Regions from separate parts of the Sus scrofa genome. Here region 2 is linked to region 1. Evidence: chromatin contacts called from public Hi-C data. All regions are on one chromosome and are shown on one strand. The core of a region is the stretch at or near the end of the contact, and the rest is flanking DNA. Distances in the headings are between cores, read along the strand shown. Region 1 has its middle 370 kb from the start of ONECUT1. Region 2 has its middle 220 kb from the start of ONECUT1.

Region 1 (4,322 bases), core at 617-3,116:
TCATGTACAATGATTGTATGAGACTATAACAAAAGTATTTTAAGGATCTGTCCATTTTCTATTCTTTATGTTGGAAACTACTTTGTATTTTATAATCTTCATTATTTTAACTTATATGAATTTGCAATCTTTCATATATTCAAGTAGGAAACTGCTTCTAAGCCTCTTTATTTTGTGCTATAGGAAAAAGTAAAATGCATTCTGGTGTCCACCCCCCGACCCACAGTCTGAGTCACTTTGTGGGCCTCATATCTCTTAAACCACCTGCTAATCATAACAATTGCAAATTTGAGCCCTTTTTAGTCACTTGTGGTGACACTGACAATGCCATCTAGTTTGCAATGGCCATGTGGTCAGTCCCCCACCCATCCTAGCCGGCTGCTGCTGCTGCTATGCTTTTAGCGGAGGTCTCCATTGTTCTCCCGGCCTATGCTGACCATAAGCAATTCCTTCTTCCCTAATCTCAGGGGATCTGCTTCTTTCACAATGGGGGCAGGGTTGTTTGCTTTGTGTGCAAGATAATCTTCTCTAGAATTGTTCACATATGCAAACATACATGTAACAAAACCTGACTCTCTGGATGTGAAAGGATATAATGTATTTGTATATGAGTACATACATGTACACACACATACATTTTAATATTAGCCATAATGATCACTTATTAATCCTGCCTAGCTACTTTGAAGTCACTCAATAATATCTGTTAATTTCAATTATTTGGGCTGCCTTTTGCCTTGTTTTTAACTTGTGACTTTTTTCTTCTTACACATGGTAATAGGAATCCTAAGCATTTCTAAGTTCTTCACTTAAACTTCTCGAAACCTGTGCATACTCTGCCCATGCCTCAGGAGAACATTTTGGGAATGAATTGGAGAAAGAGGTAGATGCAGATCCCTGGCTGGGATGAATGATTAGGAATTGAGGAATTGATCTTTTAAACTCAGCAGGCTGGAGCTCTACTTGAGAGCATCCTTTGGCCGAATAGCAGATAAAATTTACTGGATTTCCATGTCTGAACCTTTGCAATCGCACTGTGTACTCCACTTTGATGGATTTAAAGCTGGTCATTATGTTACAGGGCAAGTAGTAGCAGGAATAAAAGCAGGTCGTTTCAGCTAGCCATTTTAATCAGGAGACGACTTTACTCTGTTATCATTAAAGCTTGCCATATGCCATAAAAATGGATAGAAACATACTTTGACTTTTAGGGCAGATTAGGAAAAAAAATTAAAGGGAGAGGCAGAAAGGAAATAATCCAATTAATAAATATATTTTAAATATTTCACTGCCTCAGTAAGCAAGGCAGGTTTTTTAAACCCTCTTTGAGATTGGAATTGTGTCTTTACTGTTCCTTAACACGTCGGAGTAAATTAAAAAGGGGAAAAACCCCTGCTGTGTCTTTTTGGTTGTTACTTTGGGCTGTTATGATGCTCCTGGGCTGCGGAGCACATCGAGAGCGCCCCCTAGGCGTCAGCACAGGACACGGCAGGAGGAAGTGGCTGCTCAAATACCAGCTGCATGTATTCCTGTCCAAATATGAACACAAAGCTGGGGCAGCAGCCCACAAAGTGACCGCTCTCTGTGCCTGCTGTCTGAGGGTGAACTCGCACTTGCCACAGCAGTTTCAGATCGAGCAGCTTAGGGTGACTTTCTTTGTGTACGTAGGACAAAACTGCTGTGGAGAATGATGTTGAAATTAAAATGAAGCATGCTCACTTTTCAGTGGTGTGAGTTGGCTGTAGTGAGGCCATGGTCTGTTGTTTATCCTGTGCCTACTTGTGCTCTGGGATTTTGCTGGCCCTGGCTTTGTCTGTGTGGGAAGGCCCCACTCTGGACTTCTTCCTGCTGGGCAAAGTTGTCTGCCCTGCCAAAGTATGAATGCCTCTTTAAACTTGTGGTTTAAGATCAAAGGACGCTGCCTAGGAGTGAGAGAAAGGTCATTGGACTTAGAAACCAAAGGTTCCAGTGTTATTTCTCACTTTGCTGCCTGTGAGCTTTGTGATTCTGGGCAACTCACTTCACTTCTCTGAGCTTCAGGTTTTTTCCTCTATAAAAGGAAGAGATTTGATGAGACATTCTCTGTTAGGTTCAGTTATAAAGTCTGTTTTTGACCTCAATATTGAATATTTTTACTTTAAACTTTGCTAACCAAGTCAATATAACACTTTACAGAATTCTTGAAAGATGCAAATTGGTCAGAAGAACAGAATGTGTTTGTTTTGGGGGTCAGGTCTAGATCTACTGGCTGCATCCAGCGAAATGTCAATTTGAGTAACTCTGTGGCATCTTTATAAGCAGCATGAATTCCATTTGATGTTAGTCACTCTTCAAAGGCAGGTTAGTTTTCCAAACTGAGCAACTTGCTCCCCATTCTGGCCATTGCTTTCTGCCCACATTGATCAGCAGCCACATTGATCCCAATGGTGGTGCACTCATCTTCTCTTTCATCCCCATTGGCTGGTTGCCTGATCACTGATGGACAATTAGTCCTCCATCATGGTCAGCTTCTCTAGGTTGGCAACCCCTGAGTCATTTTTCTTTGAGGCCAGCTCATCTGTAGGTTCTGATTTATAAAGCTGTCTCAGAAAGACTTGGTTTTGTTTGTCAAAGCTCCTCTGATGCAAGCTATTGAAGGAGAGGGGCCTGTATACCTTGCCACATGGGAGTAATAGAGAACTCACCCAGGGGTTGTACGTAGTGGGGCTGAGGATGCAGGCCACTGTAAGAGCAGAGATGGGGGAATGCCCAATGCCTCAATAATATGACCAGTTTGGACTTTTGGAAAACAACCACTCACCTATTTAAGGGTGATAATTTGTCTTTCTAGTGATAATAATGGTAATAGTTATTCATTTATTATTAATAATAATAAAAGTCAATCTCCCTTTCTCAATTTTTTCCTTGGTCTCTTATGCCTCTGTAGTTGTGCCCAAACTTATCCTTTTCCCTGAAAACCTTACCTTCTCTGAACTTGTCTGGCTGACAAGGTCTTAGATCAAAATCTTTTCTTCTTCTTTTTTTTTTCTTCATATTTGACCATCTCTCGTGGACCATTTGCAATTTATGCCACAGAGGCAATGCCAAATCCTTAACCCACTGTGCTGAGTCGGGGATGGATCCTGCATCACAGCGCTACAGAGACACCACTGATACTGTTACGGCACAGCAGGAACTCCTAAAAGCTGTTCTAAACAGGTAATCTGAACACTCCCAGCACCCTCTGACATTGCAATGATACTTTTGTTATTTATCAGAAATGATACTGAGATGATGGCCATTGGCATGGCTATGCAGTTGCTATAATATTGAACTATTTATGTTCTGGTTGGTAAACATTTACATCCTGGACCACCAGATTTCTCCCCATTGTCCTATACCACCCTTCCTATAAGCCTTTTTAAGTTCCTGCTACTTAGCAGTTAAGACTTACACAGCAGGGGTAGGAATCTCTGGCACACAAAGCCATGACCAGCCTTTGCTAAGTGGTTGGTGTCTGAATCTTACAGGCTATCTGTTATTTTTAATATCACTTAAGTTGTATTTATTCTCATATTTGTTCTCCCATCAGACTTTGGGTCTTAGTTCCAGTGCCAGAACCATGTAGCACTTGGTAAAATAGTTAATAAAGTGAATTTTTTTGTTGTTGTTGGTTTTTAGGGCAGCACCTGTGGCCTATGGAAGTTCCCAGGCTAGGGACTGAATCAGAGCTACAGCTGCTGACCTTTGCCACAGCCACAGCAACTCGGGATCTAAGCCATGTCTACAACCTACACCACCATAGCTTACGGCAGTGCCAGATCCTTAACCCACTGATTGAGGCCAGGGATTGAACCTGCATCCTCATCAATACTAGTCGGATTTATTTCTGCTGAGCCTGATAGGTACTCCCAATGAAATGGATTTTTTTTGATGTACCGCACTCTGGGCTAGGTGATTTACATACATGACAACTTGATAGTAATATTAATTTCTATTTCATTCGCACTGTTGGAGAAGACTCAAGGAAGAGTACCACCCAGTCTTGTATTGCAGTTGTCAAGGCTTTTCTTGCTGGTGAAGTTAGATTGTCATAGAAGAGGAAGAGCTCTAAGAGAGAGGGAAAGAAATGATTTAACCAGGGTGTGTTTGGGGGTGGAGTGGGGTGAGCAGCAAGGAGTCACATGCTAGTTCCATATAGCACCCCAGGCTGGGCAGGCTTTCCCATGTGTGCTACTTTGATGTTGGGAGTAGGCAGAATATGGGTGATTATTACCCTTTCATGGTGGGTTATTTGGGTGCCCTCACTGGCACAGGAGAAGCTAAGCTTACTGTTGTTAAAT
Region 2 (4,322 bases), core at 944-3,443, 150 kb before region 1:
AAGGCTCTGGCATGGGAGCAAGGAAATTAAAGATGCAGACTTATTGGTCCTAACCAACAAAGTTTGCTGGAACCAAATATTTCTAAGAAAAACACGTTGGTGTGGTGTTTCTTCCCCACTAGAGCACCCTGGATAAAATGTGGGTGTCATTTGAAAAGGCATTATTTCCAGTGAATTCTGAAAGTATCACACAGGGTATTAATTGATCAGTCTTGCCGTTAGCATGACTGGGGCCAATGTGGAGCTGTCCCTGTGATCCAATTTTCAGAGCTCACAGAAACCTTCACTCCCTGGCAAATAGGATCAGCAAGAGACAGGACAGAGAGGGCCAAAAGGATAGGTATGTGTGTATGCTGGAATAGGCTGGCATAAAAATGGCAAGATTGAATGATTTTGTGATCATGGCCAGCCTGTTTAACCAGTATAATGTTTAAAGCTCCAAGTATTGCACCTCAGGTATGTTGGATGATTAGGAATCTGCTTTATTTTCTTTAATGGGAGATATTAAGCAGGGAGTAAGTCAAAAGCAAGTTCTAATCAATGAGGAATACCAGTACCAGCACTGGTGAAGTCATTTTAAGATAATAGTAGTGTTTCCCTTTTAGCTTCAAGTTCATATTCACAATACAGAGTTGGAACAGAAGTACTTGTCCAAATGTATTTCCTTTGTGGTACAAACTGTATTTATGTTTAGTACAGGTAGTCCTTAAAGTGACAAATATACAACTTAGGGAAGTGACTTCTAAGTGTGCCATTCACTTGCTATAGAAGAGCATGTATGAATGGCTGCACAGATGTGTATGAGCAGATAGGTCTACCTTGGCCCATGGCACAACAAGTATGGAGCTTGGTTGAATGGCTTTAGGCAAGGTGCGATCTTTTCTTGGGCTTCCATTTGTCTATTTATAAAATGAGAGACTGGACAAAACGATTTCTGAAGTCCATTCCAACTTTAACATTATATGATTTTTTTCCCCATTATATGATTTTTTCTCCATTATATGATTTTTTTACTTGGGGATAACAAGATTGAGGCTGTAGGATAGGAAGTTGGTTTGAGCAAAATGAAGATGGCAGAGGGCTCTCTGCTTCCTGGGAAAATAGTTTCCTGGTGAACGCTAGATTACTCGGTAAGAAAAATAAGCACCAATTCTGCAGCTAGGTGGATCAACTTCAGGATTTTCCCTAGCTCTGCTGACTCTAGGTTCTTTATATCTCAAGGCTGGGACTGTTGGTACTAGAACCCTGCAGCAGAGGAGTTGGACAAGAAGTATTCATAGGAATTGCAAGTACTCCCCCTCCTCCCTTCTAAAATGAGAGTCCCAAGGGACTTTGCTTCTCCTTATCACTCTTACATGGGACCCTCAGGGCACATTGTAGTGGGGAACATGCAGATGCACTTCTTTTCCCCTTCGCCCAAGAGAAAAGTATACTGTGATATATTCTTATACTCTTTCAACTTGCCACATTCTGTGCCCATTTTCTTCTTGTTCTTTGGATATTTGTCTATCCCAGACATGGACAGAGGAGGCTTTTTTAGTCTTAATTGTGTCCTTTCCTCAGTTTGGCAGCTTATGCCAATCAGGACCTTGTAGGGCTTCTGGAAATTTAAATGCAGCACTTCATTGAAAGCACTAGATCTTGTACAAGATGCTAAATGTGTAACATTTAGTTATTTTCAGTGGACTTCAAACCTTGTACAGATCAGGATTGTGTATCCTTTGCATCCTCTTTGTTTGTCACTTTGTGGAGTTTGATCAATGATAGTTGAAGAAAGAAATCAGTTCAAGACTTGCGTCTGTAACCCTTACAAGCTACTTGACCATCTGGATTCTTAGGGAGGCTCAGGGAAAAAGCATTGGTGTTTGTTCTTGGTAAGGAGGACATTCACTTAAAACTTCTGGCACTTTTTGTAGACAACATATTCATGTCATGCTTGGATCTGATGATGGTGATTCTCCCTCATGAGAGAATCCCAGATAGAAAATTGTGTCCAGCTGTTGGCCTAATCTTGTTAAAGATATGCTTAGCTTCAGACTTTGTTCTCTTTCTGGGACATTTGGGCTTACACTTCACTTTCGTTTGTTTTTGCAGTCCAGTTTTCAGATATATGCAGGTCAGGTCAATGGACTGACTTAGCCTGTCCTCTTGCCACACCCCCTTGGGGGCCTGTGCCATTGGTTAGCACTTCTCTCTGAAGGAGCCAGGCACACCATCCGTCTGGATATGGCTGTGGAAATCGGGACAACCATCTTGCCCCAGGGGTGAGTGACATCAACACTGGCACCATTCTAGATGATGAAACTGAGGGACTATTTAATAAAGTGGCTAGTCCAACCAGAAGAAGAGTGAAAAAATAAAATAGTTATTATTCTAGAGGGAGAAGTGAGAGCTGAACCTGAGTGATGTCAGGTATTTTGCCCATTGTCCTTGAATGATTTTATCCAATCATCCATCATAACTTTTTAGTTTTATGGATTAAAAGTAATTCTTATCTGTTTGAATGAAAAAAATTGAAGTGTAAAATTCATTTTTTTTCCTCAGTTAATAGCAGCACTGGATCTAGAATCTAGAATGCTTGACTAAAAGTCTTTTTCTACTGCACCACGCAATCTCAAGATACCTACTCAGTCCTTACTGTTGGTTTTATGGCTGCCCACTGCTGAAAAACTTTATACTACTTATGGGAAAAAGTCCAGCTACTTTTAAAATCATTTTACCAAAGCAACATTCCAGTTCCCTGCTTTTGGTACATATATTAGGCAAATAAAAATGTAAAATTTTGGGGAGTTCCTCTTGTGGCACAGCAGGTTATGAATCCGACTGGTATCCATGAGGATGTAGGCTTGATCCCTGTCCTTGCTCAGTGGGTTAAGGATCCGGAATTGCCATGAGCTGTGGTGTAGGCTGCAGACATGGCTCAGATTCTACATTACTATGGCTGTGGTGTAGGCTGGCAGCTGCAGCTCTGATTGCACCCCTAGGCTGGGAACTTCTATGTGCCAAAGGTGCGGCCACCCCCCCACCCCAAAAAGAAAAACTTCCATTGCATGTTTGAAAACCATCCCAGATGATTTCAAAGGCAAGTTATCATTCCACTTTTTACAAGTTTTTATGCTTATTTCTATGAGAAACATTATATGTGCAAATTGAAAGAATATTTGGATAAGTGAAAAAATAATTATTTATCATCTGATTCCAATCTAACATTATTTCTGGCATTTGGGTTATTTCTTTTCAGTGTATTTTCTCTGTATCCATTTCCATTCATGTAGTTATATTATTGGTAGTCCTCTCCACTTATTAAAGTAGAGGGATTTCTCTTTGTTATAATTCTTTGTAGCCATTCACACTTTATAATGGTTCATTAATTGAGTGATCATTCCACAACTTAATCATTCCATATTTTTGAAATTTAGATTGTTTCCTTTTTTATGCTATTTTCATGTACCACTGCTGTGAACCTTTTCAAGCATAAATATTTTTATTATTTAAAGTTATTTCTTTAGATTAGATCAAAAGGATATATTCATTCAAAAGGCTATTGATATATGCCATTGAATTATTTTTTAAAATGATTTTACCATTTTATACTGCTTACATGGTATTTATGTGCTATATTTCACCAATTTTATGAAATATTAATTTTTTGCTCTTTGATAGGTAAAAAATGGTAATGTTTTAATTTGCATTTTTGATTTGCTTTTAATTGTCTTTCCTTTATCACTGGAGTCTTAAGTTCAATTAAATTAAAAAAGATTTAAAAACAGGTAATTTAAAAACACTTAAAAATTTGTAACTCATGAATATGATGAAATAAGCGGATGGAAACATAGGAAACTGGCTTATTATATTGGTCAAGTTAGGACTCATGGACAATTGATAGCTCTAAGTGAAATGAAAAGGTTTTGAGGAGAGGAGGATTAAAATGGGGCTGCTGGAATCTGAAATCACTCAATACATGTTCAGAAATTTCTAGAACACTCAGGCTGGACGGCAGGTGTTTAAGGCAGCTTTACCCTCCAGTGTGTCCATTTGGGAAATTTTTCTCTTGTAGGAACAATTTGTTTATTTCAAAGAAAACAAATGATTGTTTTTTGAGAAAATGCATTTGTGAATAAATGCGACCTGGGTATCCAGTGTCCAGATCAATGCAATATTTTACTTATAAGATGCCATAGTCATCTTTCCATCTAATTACTATCATGAGATAAATGATTCCTTTCACTGAAAACTCCAAAGGCAGTGAAGAACTGTGAGATCTGGAGGTGTGATTTGTAGATCCCGTCTGAGATGTCTTAAAAGTAATTATTGCTAAGCAT

Evidence for each region. A called contact is a pair of places that touch in the nucleus more often than the background predicts.
Region 2: a contact with region 1 is called in a Hi-C map of liver, with 4 times the contacts expected there. The contact joins two enhancer-like sites. A contact is called at or near these places in 3 of 47 Hi-C or Micro-C datasets (epiblast stem cells and liver).

The regions. Positions count from the first base shown.
Region 1 is chr1:118,539,230-118,543,551 of Sscrofa11.1, reverse strand. No RefSeq gene overlaps it. Among named protein-coding and RNA genes, the nearest start is that of ONECUT1, 370 kb to the left of the region's middle. Within about 2 kb of position 1,866, at least 4 of the 83 cell types and tissues checked have an H3K27ac peak or open chromatin away from gene starts, as enhancers often do. A contact at or near this core is called in liver, where this site is marked.
Region 2 is chr1:118,691,107-118,695,428 of Sscrofa11.1, reverse strand. No RefSeq gene overlaps it. Among named protein-coding and RNA genes, the nearest start is that of ONECUT1, 220 kb to the left of the region's middle. Within about 2 kb of position 2,193, at least 2 of the 83 cell types and tissues checked have an H3K27ac peak or open chromatin away from gene starts, as enhancers often do. A contact at or near this core is called in liver, where this site is marked.